Regions from separate parts of the Mus musculus genome. Here region 2 is linked to region 1. A link is a contact called in public promoter capture Hi-C data. All regions are on one chromosome and are shown on one strand. Each heading gives the region's core, a stretch centred on a gene start, on an enhancer-like site or on the middle of the called end of the contact. The rest is flanking DNA. Distances are from core to core; before and after follow the strand shown.

Evidence for each region. Promoter capture Hi-C pulls out the DNA fragments that hold promoters and counts their contacts.
Region 2: a contact with region 1 is called in a promoter capture Hi-C map of liver, with 6 times the contacts expected there. The contact joins the promoter of Primpol here to the promoter of Tlr3 in region 1. A contact is called at or near these places in 3 of 39 promoter capture datasets (the 3T3-L1 cell line and liver).

Annotation. Positions count from the first base shown.
Region 1 is chr8:45,406,042-45,413,162 of GRCm38.p6, reverse strand. Tlr3 (toll-like receptor 3) reads left to right here and starts at 2,783. Exons shown (of 7, transcript NM_001357316.1): 1 at 2,783-2,863; 2 at 3,185-3,367; 3 at 4,428-4,497.
Region 2 is chr8:46,613,168-46,620,288 of GRCm38.p6, reverse strand. Primpol (primase and polymerase (DNA-directed)) reads left to right here and starts at 3,062. Exons shown (of 15, transcript NM_001001184.2): 1 at 3,062-3,155. Casp3 (caspase 3) reads right to left here and starts at 2,998. Exons shown (of 7, transcript NM_001284409.1): 1 at 2,788-2,998.

The sequences.
Region 1 (7,121 bases), core at 1,534-4,033:
ACAGTGTGGGAGCTCATTTGTGGGAAATGCATAGAATTGGATTTGCCATATTTGTCTTTCAGAAGATAGGTCCCACAACCGTCCCTTCTGTGGCCTAACCAAACTCCAAAAGTGGGCTTAAAAGAACAAAGGTCTACATGGAACTGGGGTTGCGTATCCGTAGTAGACTAATTACCACCTTTTCTGTGTATGTGCTTCTTAATGTCCAAGTCCACATAGGGGCCCAATAGGGGTTATAGGTTCCCATCCCCATACTGAGAAAAAGGAAAAAGATGAATATAGTTTTGGGATGGGTTAATAATCTTGGGTCAGTCTTATTTTTAAGGGATCTGAAGTCTGAGTGACAGTCCAAATGACATTGTCTTCAGTAGTCTTTTTTAATTGAGAGAGATGGACCCAAGGAATGTTACCAACCACTCTCTCAGCAGTTGGAATGCTGAGGATAACTGGGGAGGGTCTCTTCCAGGCAGATTGAGATCCTCTATACTGGAACCAAGTTTCCTGGATGGGAGTGGTGGGTGGTTTCGGAAGTGGAAGATGGCAGGGCTCACTTCACAGTCTGGTCAGTGGCCTTGCAAGCTTCCTGCAAAGCCTGAAGAGATGAGGGATTATACATTGCCGCCTGGGGGATAGCTCTGAGTTTGGGAAGGATGGGAAAAGGTCTCCCAAATGTAACTTCAAAAGGAGCACACTGGACCCAGAGCTCTCTATAGGGGAGGCAGTTGGCCCATCTTTTGCCAGTTTCCAGGACCAATTTGGTCAGAGTATCCTAAAGAGTTCTATTTATCCTTCCTACCTGTTGAGGGCCCAGTGGCCTTTTTCACAATGTAATTTCCAATTAATGTTTAATACCTTTGTCAGATTTTGAAACACATGGAAGATGGGTCAGCAGTTAAAATGCTTGCCAAAAGCATGCTTGAGGAACACATTTGGGGTTCCCAGAACCTAGGTAAATGTCAGGTGGATGAAGGGGCTTGCCTGAGACTTCTAGGGCCTAGAAGGTGAGGATGGGATATCCAGAGCAGGCTGGTCAGCTAGGCTAGCAGCAAGGAGCTCTCAGTTCAGTTGAGAGACCCTTCCTCAATGAACAAAGTGTAGCACAATAAAGGAAAATACCCCAAATCAATTTCACGCCTTGATGAATATGTGCACATGTGTGCATATGTCCCCCACCCCCAGTATGTACACATATACATGCCAAGATATGTACACTTGAAAAAAAAGTTCTCTATTTATTTGAAGCCACTTACTAGTCAACTAACATTACAGCTAACCTAATATCTGTAAAGAATTACAAAGCATAAGATATTATAGATTATAGAGGAAGTATATTGTACTTATCTAATGCTGCATGGCCTATCACTCCATTTCTAAACAGTAAAGCAGCAGCAAGATGGTTTGCAGCTTTTCTGGGATGTTGGCAGAACTTGTTGAAGAAGGTCATTCAAGGTCATTGCTGAAGAAACTGCAGTAAGTTAAAGTAGATTGGAGGACTGTCTCCCATGCAGCCAGAGTCCATGTTAGCCATCTCCTAGGTGTTCGTGAGCATGCACATTCCCCTCCTTATATCCATTGCACAGCTAATCTAGGCTTCTGATTGCATAGCATTGGAGCCCCAGATTCCAATGAAGCCTGAGAGAGACTGGTGTTCCAAGAAGACAAGTCTTAAATACAGAGGCACTTATCAGGCTTCCCTAATGGACTCAGAACCAGACAGATATCCACTTGGTCAAAGCTACCCAAGCCAAGGGTCAGTGTGGGAGAGGACCATACAGCAGCCGATTCTCTGTCAGGAGACTAGTCCTTTAGAGGCTAGCAAGTTCTTCTGTGAGATGGTGTCAGAAGTAAAATTACAAAAATGCAGCCCAACCTGTTTTCAAGGAACCCACAGAGGTGAAATCTTGCCAAGACTATCAACGTTGTGTTGGCATCCAGGTGGATCAATGTAGAGGTCATTAATTTACTGAGGACAAAGTGCTTGCTTATGGTGTTGAGCTAAGAGTGTAGCCATGAGCCAGGTAACCACAGGAAGTAACCTCCTGGGGCCAGGGAAGAGCAATTTGCACCAGGATACAAAGTTACTTCTTGCTTTCACTTCTGTGGCCATTCACCTTTTCCACTTTCACCTCTGCCAAACAAAGGAACTATTGACTGAGAGCTCAGGCACTCCCCTCTCTTGGCTTCAAGACAAGAAGATCAGGTCAGGTGCTCTCCCATTTCTTGTATGCTTTATTACGTTTAACTTTTTTTTTAAAACTAAATAACAACCTGGCTGAATACTATGTCATTGCTCATCTGTAATGAAAAGAAAACTGACTTCATTCCCTTGCAACTCCGTTTCTTTAACCAGTTGGAGTCCTCATAGCTAATTGAGGAAGAAGGAGTTAATCCCGAGCTCTTCTCTGACCAAACAGATGCCTACTGATGCCTAATTTGTGGGTTTTGTGGAAAACTGGGCCTGCTTGAGTAAGAAAGGCTCTTTGTGACACCCAGTGCTGGACCAAACTTCTGCCTTCCTTCCTCCCTCCCTGCTCCCTTCCCCCATTGTTATTTCCCGGCCTAGTTGTTTCTGGGAGTTTCCTGCTTTTGAGGCAGGACCTCCTCCTGTGTCCGAGATGTCCTCAACATTTCCTGCTGGAAAACTGGATGGCCATTTTTACCTAAGAGATTAAGTTCGACTTTACTCATTTTGCAAAGAAGATAAAGCGAGGTAAGTGAATGGCTTTCACTTTGTTTAGACACATCCCATTTCCCCACACGGCCGGTCCCTGTTGGCCCCTCCCACTATGCGCGATTCCCGACCAGCACTCTGGGTCTCTGGGCGGCAGTCCCAACCTCAGACCATGCACTGCGCATATCACAGGTTTGCAAGGATCTGAAACCCACTGCAGAGGGCTTGGCTCTGAAGCCAGAAACTTACTGACTTCCAGAATTCTGCCCCCAGGCGGCGGCCGGTTCCTCGGCTTACACCTTCCTCCCTGAAGGTCGATTTGTGACCATTTCAATGAATCCCAGGAGGCCCTTAAAAAGAAACTAAAAAAGGGTAACAGTTTAATAACAATTTAACTGTTTCGCTGAAAATATCCTCTCTCTCTCCCTCTCCCTCTCCCCCTCCCCCCCCCCCCCTCTCTCTCTCTCTCTCTCTCTCTCTCTCTCTCTCTCTCAACTTAAGTTTCACTTTCAGGCTGAAAGGAAATGTGTGATTTAAAAAAAAAAGTCTGAATGAAAACTAAGGGGATGCAGGACCTCAGGCTGAGTAAAATCAGAATGTACTTGGCTTTTGAGGTTGACGCACCTGTTCTCTATCTGGGAAGTTAAACTGCCTGAATCACAATCGCGCACCAAAAGAAGATAGAAGATGATGCAGGTATTGGGAGAAGGGGAAAAATGCACCATAGTTCCAAATGTAAATTTAGCTACAAATTCTGATATCTTGTGATGAAATGCCAATTTTATGCAGCAACTAAAACAACAGCAGCAAGAACATACTTCCTCTATAGACTTCTCTTCTTGGAAAGATACTTTGAGAAAGCATTCAAAGTGATTTTGTAAAAGGCTTTAAAAAGTGGGTGAATGTGGCTCTGAGGGGTGTAAGGGGTAAACAAGATCAAAATACATATGTATGTGTAATGAATAGTATGAAATCATCAAAGAGCAAGTAAAAGGATTATATTAAAAGGTAGTTAAAAATACTTTTTAAAAAATTGCACCTTTTCCAAAAACAAAATAAAACAACAACAACAACAACAACAACAAAAACGCAGAAGGTTAAAAAGTCCTTTGTATTTAGTGAGCTAGAAAGGAAGACCTGGCACTCCATGACAATGTTCTTGAGAAAGGACAAATTCTCAGATGTTTCTAGGAACTGGCCAGTCACTTTCTGTTACAGAATGAAGAAGGGCAGCAGGAGAGGAGGGCAGGCTGTTCTGGAAGTTGTAGAGTAAGGCCAGAAACCAGGCTGGCAAATTATGGACTAGTTTGGGGAAAGCAGTCAACCTTCACCATATAGAAGTTGTCATAAGCTCTTCTCATGACTTTATGATGTGATTTTGTGTTGACACGTATCTAACTGTTTTGAAAGCTTTTCCTTACTATTAACTATTACCTACTAACTCGTGTTACTGATGAAAAAAGTTTTATGATCTCCTTAACACGCTGTTTAGGATTTGTCCCCCTCCCACTTTCTCTGTCTTTCTGCTTGTGCATGTGGTCACCATTCTGAATTCCCTAACATTCTAGTCACTCATGACCTTGTTTTTCATGCAGCCTGCTTCATTAGTGGATTTTTTTTGGGGGGGTGGATTTTTTTTTTTTTTTGCTTTTCACTCTCAATGAAGTTTGTTTTCAGATTGAGACTGTCTTTCAGTTATTCAGGGATACAGTTTGGAAATGCATTGGTCCTTAGTAATTCTAATTTCTATTTACAGTCTTTCCAGAGGGATAGATGTTACCTAAGCAAGGAGTAGAATATGATACAGGGATTGCACCCATAATCTGGTAAGTAGAGGTGAAAACAATACCTCGAGGAAAATTTGCTAGTTGCCTGTCTCTTACTTTGCAATCTGTTTTGTAATGCAAAGTTTATAATAGGCTCACATGCATAGAAAAAAAATCAGTAAATATCATATGATCACTGGGGGTCATGACCATATCATCTGAGGGAAAGGGGAGGCAATTGTTTTAAAAACATATTACAGGTGAACTTCAAAACTAATGCACTAATAAAGGCAGTCATGTATATGAGAATGAATGAGATCCCATTTTCTGAGGTTACAGGACTAATCTGTAGGGAAGGCACTGGTTGCTTCTGGGAGTAAGGGTAGACATTAACTGAAAAGGGGAGAGAGGAATTCTTTGGATTTGAGTTACACAAATCAATTCATTTGCCAAGTCAGAGGATACATACTTAAAATGCATCTTATTATGTGGAGTTTTACATTAGATAACAAATTATATATTAAAAATACTGAAACTAGAAACGAGGAAGTAATCTGTCCAAGGAGGAGACTGATGCTCGCAGTACGGGTTTGTAAACTGATGACACAGGTGTGTGGATAGATTACTATATGTGCTCTAACACAAGCATAGTTACTGTAGAATTCTTTGAATTGTCTAGAATATTTAAGAATACTTTCTTGACCCCCCCCCCTTTTTTCCTGTTTTGTTTAGCCATATCTGGCCTGGAAATTACCATGTAGAAAGCCAGGCTGCCCTCAAACTCACAAAGATTCACCTGCCTCTGCTTTCCAAGGGCTGATGGGATTAAAGATATGAGCTACCATGTCTGACCCCCTTTTAAGAATTTTTATTAAAAAATTTGGGACTGTGTTGACATAGGATATCCATATACTGGAGCATTTTATATCAATAAAAATGATGAATGTTGGGACATGATGTGATGTTAATACATCTTACAAATCATGTGGAGCAAAAGAAAGATTGATGAATGGTAAAATGGTACACACTCTCTCAGCCCTGGGGATGCTCTAAGACCACAGTGAGTGCCTGAGAGCATCAGGAGTATCTAACCCTACATACAGAATTCAGCAGTCCACACATGCCTGTGATGAAATTTAGTTTATAAATTAGGCACAGGAAGGGGTTAATGATAATCAATAATGAGCTCTCTCTCCATCTCTCTCTGTCTCTCTCTGTGTCTTTGTCTCTGTCTCTCTCACTGACACACACACACACACACACACACACACTGCCTCAGTTCATCATTGTACTGTAGTAATATTTTGTATCATGGCTGTCACAAGTAACTGAAAACATAGAATGAAATTTTGCTAATGGGGACTGTTGTGATGCAAGATTTCATTAATGCTGACTACAAAGGCAGGTAGCCTTATGTGTAAGAATTAAAAGTGTGTGTTTAGGAAGAATGAAGGATTGATGGGGTATGTGGGAGAGAAATTTCTTAAAGCATTGGAGTCCTGTGTTTCTTGATTTGAGTAGCGAGCCCACTGACCCAGTCATTTATGGAAATTTAATAATTTGTTCATTTATGCCCGCACTCTGGTCGAGTCAGCTTGGAAGCTACTCACGAGGCAGAAGAGTTTCACAGAAACTCACCTCTTGGAGTCTGGCGTCCTCTCTAACCCACACATTAATATTCCATTCTCACATTAGTCTGGTGTATGGATCCACGTGCTCTCTTTTAGTATTATCTTATTATAAGTGCCTTTTAAGATTGAATTCTGACATAGCTAAAGCCTTCACCAGTGTTTCAACAGTCCTAGAAAGTCCTTAAGCAGACCATGGGAATTTAGTGACATTCAGAATTGCCTCTGGCATTACACTATCACTTAAAATAAAAGTCGAGTTGCTCCCATATACAGGAATTTACAATGGTTTAGGAAGTAGATCCATCAGTCTGTGGTTTTAAAGTATTGCATTATTCATGAGATGGTTAGCTAGAACGGAACTCCCTAATTAGAACCATGACTTGGGTGTGAAAGCCCTTGCCCTAGGAGTGTAAAGACCTCACACCTGGCTTCTAAGACTATTGCTGACCTTAGATAGGGCTGACTTTGTCTCAGTTATTTTATTGCCCAGTTCCTTCCAGTCTTTGTGTTTTCATTCTTCTGTTTTGTGTAAGAGTCATTAAGCATCCGGTAACCTCATTTGTACCTTGCCGATGTGTCACCTAACTTCCCTATTTTCTTCTGTATAAAACGTTTGATGCTCAATTTGACAAATTACATTCAGATTCTACACAACCACTCCTGTGTGCATCTGTCTGTCAATTCATCCAATGCTTTGCCCACCTGTGACTAGAGACCCGTTCCACGCAGACAAAAGGGGCCCAGAGGGTCTGGGGCACATTTATGTTTTGTGCACTGTTTTGCATGCATTTAAAATATAACTGTTAAAATAAACACCAGTCAGGGTTGGCCTGGTGCACAAAGCTAAACTTATATCTAAGAGCATGAAATAGAAAGAAGAAGGAAAATGTAGACTCAGGATGGGGACCATTATTATACAGAACAGCCAATGCCTGCTTGAAAGTAATTCCAAGGAAGAGAATTCAGAAAGAGAGGAAATTATCATAGAAAAAGACGTTATAAAAGCTGAGGACAATGGGAAGCTTCAGACTGAAGTAAGTAGCAATAGTGACA
Region 2 (7,121 bases), core at 1,813-4,312, 1.2 Mb before region 1:
CCTGACATTGTGCCACAAGCTAGAAAAAAATGTGATGCTTACTATCTGCAAAGGGTCTGTCTTGTCCTCTCCCAAGCGAAACCCTGAAGAGGATAAAACTATACGCTCTTAGGGATGTGTAAGAATTACTGACCTGTTTGAAAACAATTTGTTGTTGTTGAAATAAAAGTATAGAGTGGAAGATCCTTGATGTCTTTTATAAAAATTACAGATAACTATGTAATCTACTGATTATCAACTGTATGAAGATGTTTCATTAAACCCTGAGCGTATGAAGTAGTGGAAGAGGCAGACTCTACCCCTATCCAGAGCTGTTATGTATGTTCACTGGCATTTAAAAACAGCAGCAAGGTAGACATTAAGCAGTCCATGTTCTGTTCTTACTAGATAATTTCATTGTACTTTAGCAGAATGAAGACCCTCCCCAGGTAATATTGAAGGCCAAAACAAAGAGACCAGAACAAGGACTATTATGTAGAATGTCACACATACTATTTCATCTGATCTTTACACAACCCTCTGAGCAATATAGATTATGCTTTATTTATGAAGAAGCTGGTAGGCCCCGGGCTCCTGGCCTCAGACAGTCAGATGATGATGATGGAATACCCTTTCCTCTCCAAACTTTTTTTAATCTGTTAAATGACTATATATAAAACAGTACTCAAGAATGTAAGAATTTCCACATCGTATTCTACCTCTATCACTGGGGTAGAACTTTAATATTATCTAACACGAAGATCAGAACTAATGCAATGTGTTTGAAGAAAAGACTGTGTTGTAACTTTAGAAAGCGCATGAAGTGAATGTGTTGCTAGGTTTGAAACCATAGAGTGGCCCTGGACCCGCTTCTATCAGATAAAGATACAGAATTCCTACTTAAAACAGCAGGAGGCAGAACCTTTCTGCAGGACCACAAAAGCAACCTGATTTAATTAGGTGCAGGATTTCACTTGTTACTTTGTAGCAGTTCGATGGCTACATTTCAATAAACTTCCACTCACTAAAAAAACACCTTCTCACTTTCCAAAAGCCTTAGTCTACTGGACAGCAAAACAAAGCCATTCTTTAAAGCTTCAACACCAGGTTGTCACAGGGTTCTACACTCCATACTTAGGGCTCCTGCCTGTGGCCACCATTAACATATCCAAAGTAACTTCCCAAAGGCTGGCCAAACCCCCAGCTTAGCATCTCCTCTGCTATTGTGTATACTCTTACTGTAACGATGGCCCCACATTTCCCACCCACCCCAATGGGTTGAGTAGTCACTTGTGGAAAAAAAAAAGCCAGTAAGGAAGGGAGCCAAGCTAAAGTTCGAGCCTACTGTTGTTTGCTCACAGTTCGGTAGGCAAACAATAAACAAGCAAAAGTAGAGGATATGACACGGCTGCTTTCAGGAAATGCCTGCCGCAAAGGGAGGAATGGGAAGATTCAGCTAGGAATTGCTAACTAAGGGAAACCTCCGTAGCAGCTCCTGTTCATAAGCTAATGTCTCAGGGGGAGAAAAGGTGAGCCAGTGGACTCAGAGGGCTGGAAAGAAAACCCGAAAAGGACACAGTATCCAATATTGCCTGGAGAGCTTCTTCATTCTGCTAAAAAGGGGGGGGGGCGGGGGGAGACAGCCAAGACCCAGGGTTTGGCTTCGCTAACCCGGTTTAGAGGATACGGTTTTACACTTAAGCCTTCAGGGTAAACATGAACATCTAGAAAACTGTTTTTGTTCGTGTCTTAAAGAGAGCACTGGAGAGGGGTCTTGGGCGGGAGACAGAGACCTGCAAGGAGGCTGCTTCAGTTCCCTGAGGTGGGCACAAGTCTGGCAGACACGTAGAAAGTCCACAAGACTCCGAAGAGGGGCCAGGTACAAATCTGTCAGACTCGTAGGTCTACAAGGCTCGGGGACTAACGGCGGAAGAAGTTGGGTCCACAAGAGGTGCCTGAGAAGGACGTTTCCTGGGTGACTCAACGGAGAATGAGGTAAAGACCCTGCTGTTCAAGTCGAACTTCACAGACTAATTAATAAGCGCGAAGAAGGGACAGTAACCGAGCATGGCTCAAGAGATGTCAATGCAAGCTCCTACAGTGACTTTGACCAACAAAGGAATGAGCTGGAGTATTCAAGGAGTAATGCTTAAAATCAGCTCTCCGCAAGAACCAAAAATCACAGTGCACTGGAGAAAACTAAAGGTGGAGATCAAATGCTCTTGTAACAGAGGGAGGCTGGGTCACTTAGAGCCGCCACAAGGTCAGCATCAGCCTAGCTTCCAGGCCCCAGGGCAGAACTTCCCCTATCCATCCTCTGCTACCGAGTCCACACCTCGGCCTGCAGATCCAGGATCCCGCCACCTCCCGCCACTCGGCTTCCAGGTTCACCCCCACACTATGGCCTCACCCCCTCCCGCCCCTGAAGCTCTGTACCCCGGGCGATCTCCAGATACCCCCCTGACTCCGCCTTTAAGCCTCAGCGCGGCCCGTGTGCCATGCTCGAGGGGTCTGAACCCGCTCCGGCTCACCCAGGTTTAGGGACACCGCACCGGCTCACCCAGGTTTAGGGACACCGGTTTGGCCTCCCGGGTCTGGGTTCTCAGCTCGGGATCGCGCTCCCGGCGCTGTTTCCAGCTTCTCTGCCTTCAGTGTTTGCCTGAGCAAGCCTGGAGGCAACACAAAGGATCCTCCGCCCAGATTGCCCGTTTCCCCCGCCTCCTCCAAGGAGCTGCAGACCCGCCAAAAGAGCGCCAGCTCCGGGGGACAACACAGGCCTTCGAAGGCGCGAGAGCAGCAGACACTCACCGTACCGTTCCAAGCTCCCCGCCGCAGGACACTGCGCTTTGATCCCACCAGCACCAACACTGCAACTGCAGCAGCAGCAGCAGCAACAGCAGACTACCGCCGGTCACGCCCCACGCCACGCCCCTTCTCTACCTCCCCGCCCCATCCCCCCTCACACACCCCCCAACACCTCATCTCGCACACGCCAGTCGCGATTGGTGGTTTCAGCCCCGACTGAGCCCCGTCTCGTAGCGCAGGCCCCGCCCACCCAGGGCAAGCCTAGGGCCCCGCCCCCTCCGGCTCCGCCCCCTCGCGCGGGTTTCAAGCTCTGGTTCCCGCCATCTCTGGCTCCGCCAGCTGCCGCCTCCGGCCGACTTGCGCCACTTGAGGTAAATTTTAGAGAGGTCTTTCGGCCACGCCTGATTCCGGGGGCGCCAAGATGGGCGTCTAGGGAGGCGCCTCTGCCAGTCAGAACTCTGGCAGGAGAAAATAGAGCTGTGCCCCGCACTCGGTAATTCTACTTCCTCTCAATTGCACCGAGGCCTTTCTTCACTTCCGTCCACCTCTTGCTCCCTCAGTGAGAGGTCCTGACTACCTTACTGAAATCTCTGACTGGTTTACGTCCTATTTCATTCAGACTCTGACTCTGGGAAGTGGGTTTTGTTTTGTTTTGTTTTTGCATAATATACGAAAACACGAGCACAGCGATCAGCATCGAATTTCAGGGGCCCAGAATATTCTTAAGGACAAATGTACTCCAGAGAGCAGCCTCTTGCCTTCACCGCCTTTGCTTCGTTGGATGTAAGGGACTGACGTACACGTAGCCACACAGATGTCTACCGTTCGTTGCGTGTGGAATTCAAGCTCTTGCATTTCCATAATACATTTTTTATTTTTTCCAGTTCCATCAAAGGCTTTAAAAGGATAAGTGGACGGGCAGTGGTGGTGCACGCCTTTAATCCCAGCACTTGGGAGGCAGAGGCAGGTAGATTTCTGAGTTCGAGGCCAGCCTGGTCTACAGAGTGAGTTCCAGGACAGCCAGGGCTACACAGAGAAACCCTGTCTTGGGGGGGAAAAAAAAAGAAAGAAAAAGATAAGTGGTTTGCTCTCATGAAGAGCCATAGTGGTTAAATGTAGATTCCAGAAACAAATTGATCTATCATTATCCCTCCCAAAGTAAGTTAGAATCAGCCATTTTCTGTTGGACTTTAGCAGTAGGATGCATTCAACCCTCGCAGTGCATCGTGGAGGCTGTAGTTCACAAGGAAGGGTCTAATTGAGAAACCCCTTGTGCCCGGACCCCTCCCTGTGCTAAACGTTCTTAACAAAGTGATACCTTAGATAAGGTATCCTCAGCAGTTTCCTGCCGTTAATGTTGACTTCATCTAGAGAAGTTCGTTAGAGCAAAACATCTGGAGGTGATAGTTTTCATCTAAGCCCTGTAATTTCTCCTCACTGTGGGGACTCAGAGGGACCTGAAGCCGCCCTGTAAATGGGGACCCAGAGGGACCTGAAGCCGTTCTGGGCCTCAAGAGAGAAAGAATTCATGAAAAGCAATGTGACTGCTTTCCAGGAGCTGGAGTAAGATGGCTTTCTGAAGTGATCTAAAAGCGGGGCGTGGTCACTCTCTTCCATTTGGCGAGAAAACTGAACTAGAAGTATAATAGGTAAACGTTTTAGGGCCTACATCTGCAAGAAGACTTAGCCTTCATAAGCTAAATTACTATAGCAATTACATGATAAGTTAATCATTTGTAAAAATGGTGTGAAGGTCATTTATCTGGTAGAGTTTTGCTCTTTGGGGTGGGAGACCAGGGAGGAGGAAAAGAACCAACACCTGAAACAGTATACTGTTATAGGGTTTCTTATCCCTCCTACTAGTTTTAGGGATATTTAAAAAATGACTTCTGGGGCTGGAGAGATGGCTCAGCAGTTAAGAACACTGACTGTTCTTCCAGAGGTCCTGAGTTCAATTCCCAGCAACCACATGGTGGCTCACAACCATCTGTAAAGGGACCCAGTGTCCTCTTCTGGTGTCTCTGAAGAGAGGGACAGTATGCTTGCATACATAAAATAAATAAATAAATCTTAAAAAAAAATACACCTTCTGATTCTAGGCAGTAAATAAGTGGGACAGAAGAAATTCAGTCTTTTATATTTAATTTCTTAAGTTGTTACACATTCTAGAAAGTAAGCTTATATAGTAATATGTTTGTAAGTAAACCTTAATAGCGTACTTTAAGATGACTACTTAAAGATGAATACTTAAGTCGTAGATATTGTATAGAGGGATTATAGAGTGCATTTAAAAGGTGGTGAAGGATTGGTTGGGTAGTTAAGAAAGAGCTCTTGCTCTTCCAACTCAGGTGGCTCATGCCACTTGTAACTCTAGCTCTAGAGGACCCAGCACCCTCTTCTGACTTTCAAGAACACAATCCACATTTACACAAATACACGCAGATAAATAAAGTATAACAAGCGTTCATAAATGATAGCATATTAAGAAGATGTTGGGATAATATAATAATAATAATATTAAGAGCTTGGGAGATGGCTCAGTTGGTAAAGTACTGTCTGGATAACCATGAAAACCTGAGCTTGCATCCCCAGCACCCATGTAAAACACCTGGTGTTATGGGAAGGTAGAGACCATGGGATCCCTGGAGCTTGCTGGCAGCTGGCCTAGCCCGATGGATGAGCTCCAGGGTTAGTGAAAGATCCCGTGTTAAGAAATAAGGTGGAGCCGGGTGTGGTGACACATGGCTTTAGTCCCAGCACTCGGGAGGCAGAGGCAGGCAGATTTCTGAATTCGAGGCCAGCCTGGTCTACAGAGTGAGTTCCAGGACAGCCAGGGCTACACAGAGAAACCCTGTCTCAAACAAACAACAACAACAACAAACAAAAACAGAGGGATTGAGGAAGATACCCACCATTTTTTTGGCCCACATGCACACTCATGCACAAAAGTGCACGTGTAACATATGCATGTGAACGCAGGCACATAAACATGTGTATATACACACAAAATATTGTTGAGGATTTTAAAATAAAAGAACATCACAAAAAATGGAACTATGATATTTCCAGTAAACACAATACTGATGAATTTAATCTCAGGGTTGAGGGAGAGGTTGGAGTAGCGGTTAATTGCTAATTATATAAGAAACTATGGTATGTGTAGTGGCACATGCCTAAAATCCCAGCACTTGAGAGGCTGAAGCAGCTTGAGGCTAGCCTGGGCAACCATAAAAACCTCTTATCTCATAAATGAATGAATGAATGAATGAATAAATAAATAAATGGAAGTGAGAAACCTAGCCTGGGCAACCATAAAAACCTCTTATCTCATAAATGAATGAATGAATGAATGAATGAATGAATAAATAAATAAGTAAATAAATAAACAAATGGAAGTGAGAAACCAGGAACCCTGCTAAAGGAAGCCTCAGGATTCCTTTACACCTGTATTAGTCAGACTTCTCATTGTGACAGAGTGAGTGCCTGGCAGAATAGCTTAATGCATGAAGTATTTATTTGGGCTTTAAAGTTGTCAGTCCATCTCGCTTGGGAGGACAGGATGGAGCAGCAGTTTACATCGTGGCAGCCAGAAAACAGTACTGCCTCAGACTGAGCCCCACTTCCTACCTTCCACCGTCTCTTGGTAGTACCACCATAGGATGAATCCATCAAGGGATCCATGAAGAGGAGCTCAGAGTCCACGTCATCTAATTGCCTTTGAAGTTACCACTGACCAACACCTCCTCTTCCCAAGGGTGTGCTTTACAAGTGTGGCATCCAGGCAAGTGGACAGTGTTGCTATCACAGTGTGAGTGACTGGTGACTACAGAGCAGCTGTGTAAGGGCATCCTCCACCCACCCCCTCCCCCAGTCAAGTTGCTCTGGGAACCAGGCCATCCACAGCCCTTAATAGACAAGTCTAGACCTAAGCTCAGGGAACTTGGTCAGCTTTCCACTTCCATTCCGATTTCCCGTCTCCCACTAATTACTGTCAGATGACTAATCCTCTGTTGTAACTCCAGCACTTCCAGCTGTAGGATTGTAGCGAGCCAGCGTGGTTAAATACTGCTTTGGTGCAGAAATGGGTGGTAGAGTTCCTTCAGCCTTTGCTTTAAACTAGTACAAGTGTTTTCCTTTGGAACTTGTAAATCATTACCAAAAATAGACAGGGTAGAAAAGCAGCTTTGGCATAAAATTATTTAAGAGAACAACTGTACTCTTTCCACACCAGGAATTAAAAATATTTCTAATATGGTGTCATATTCTCCCAGAGACTCGGGATGGGGAATATGATAGTCCCAAGCCAGGAGGCCAGATGCTTTCTCCTCCATTTTCTT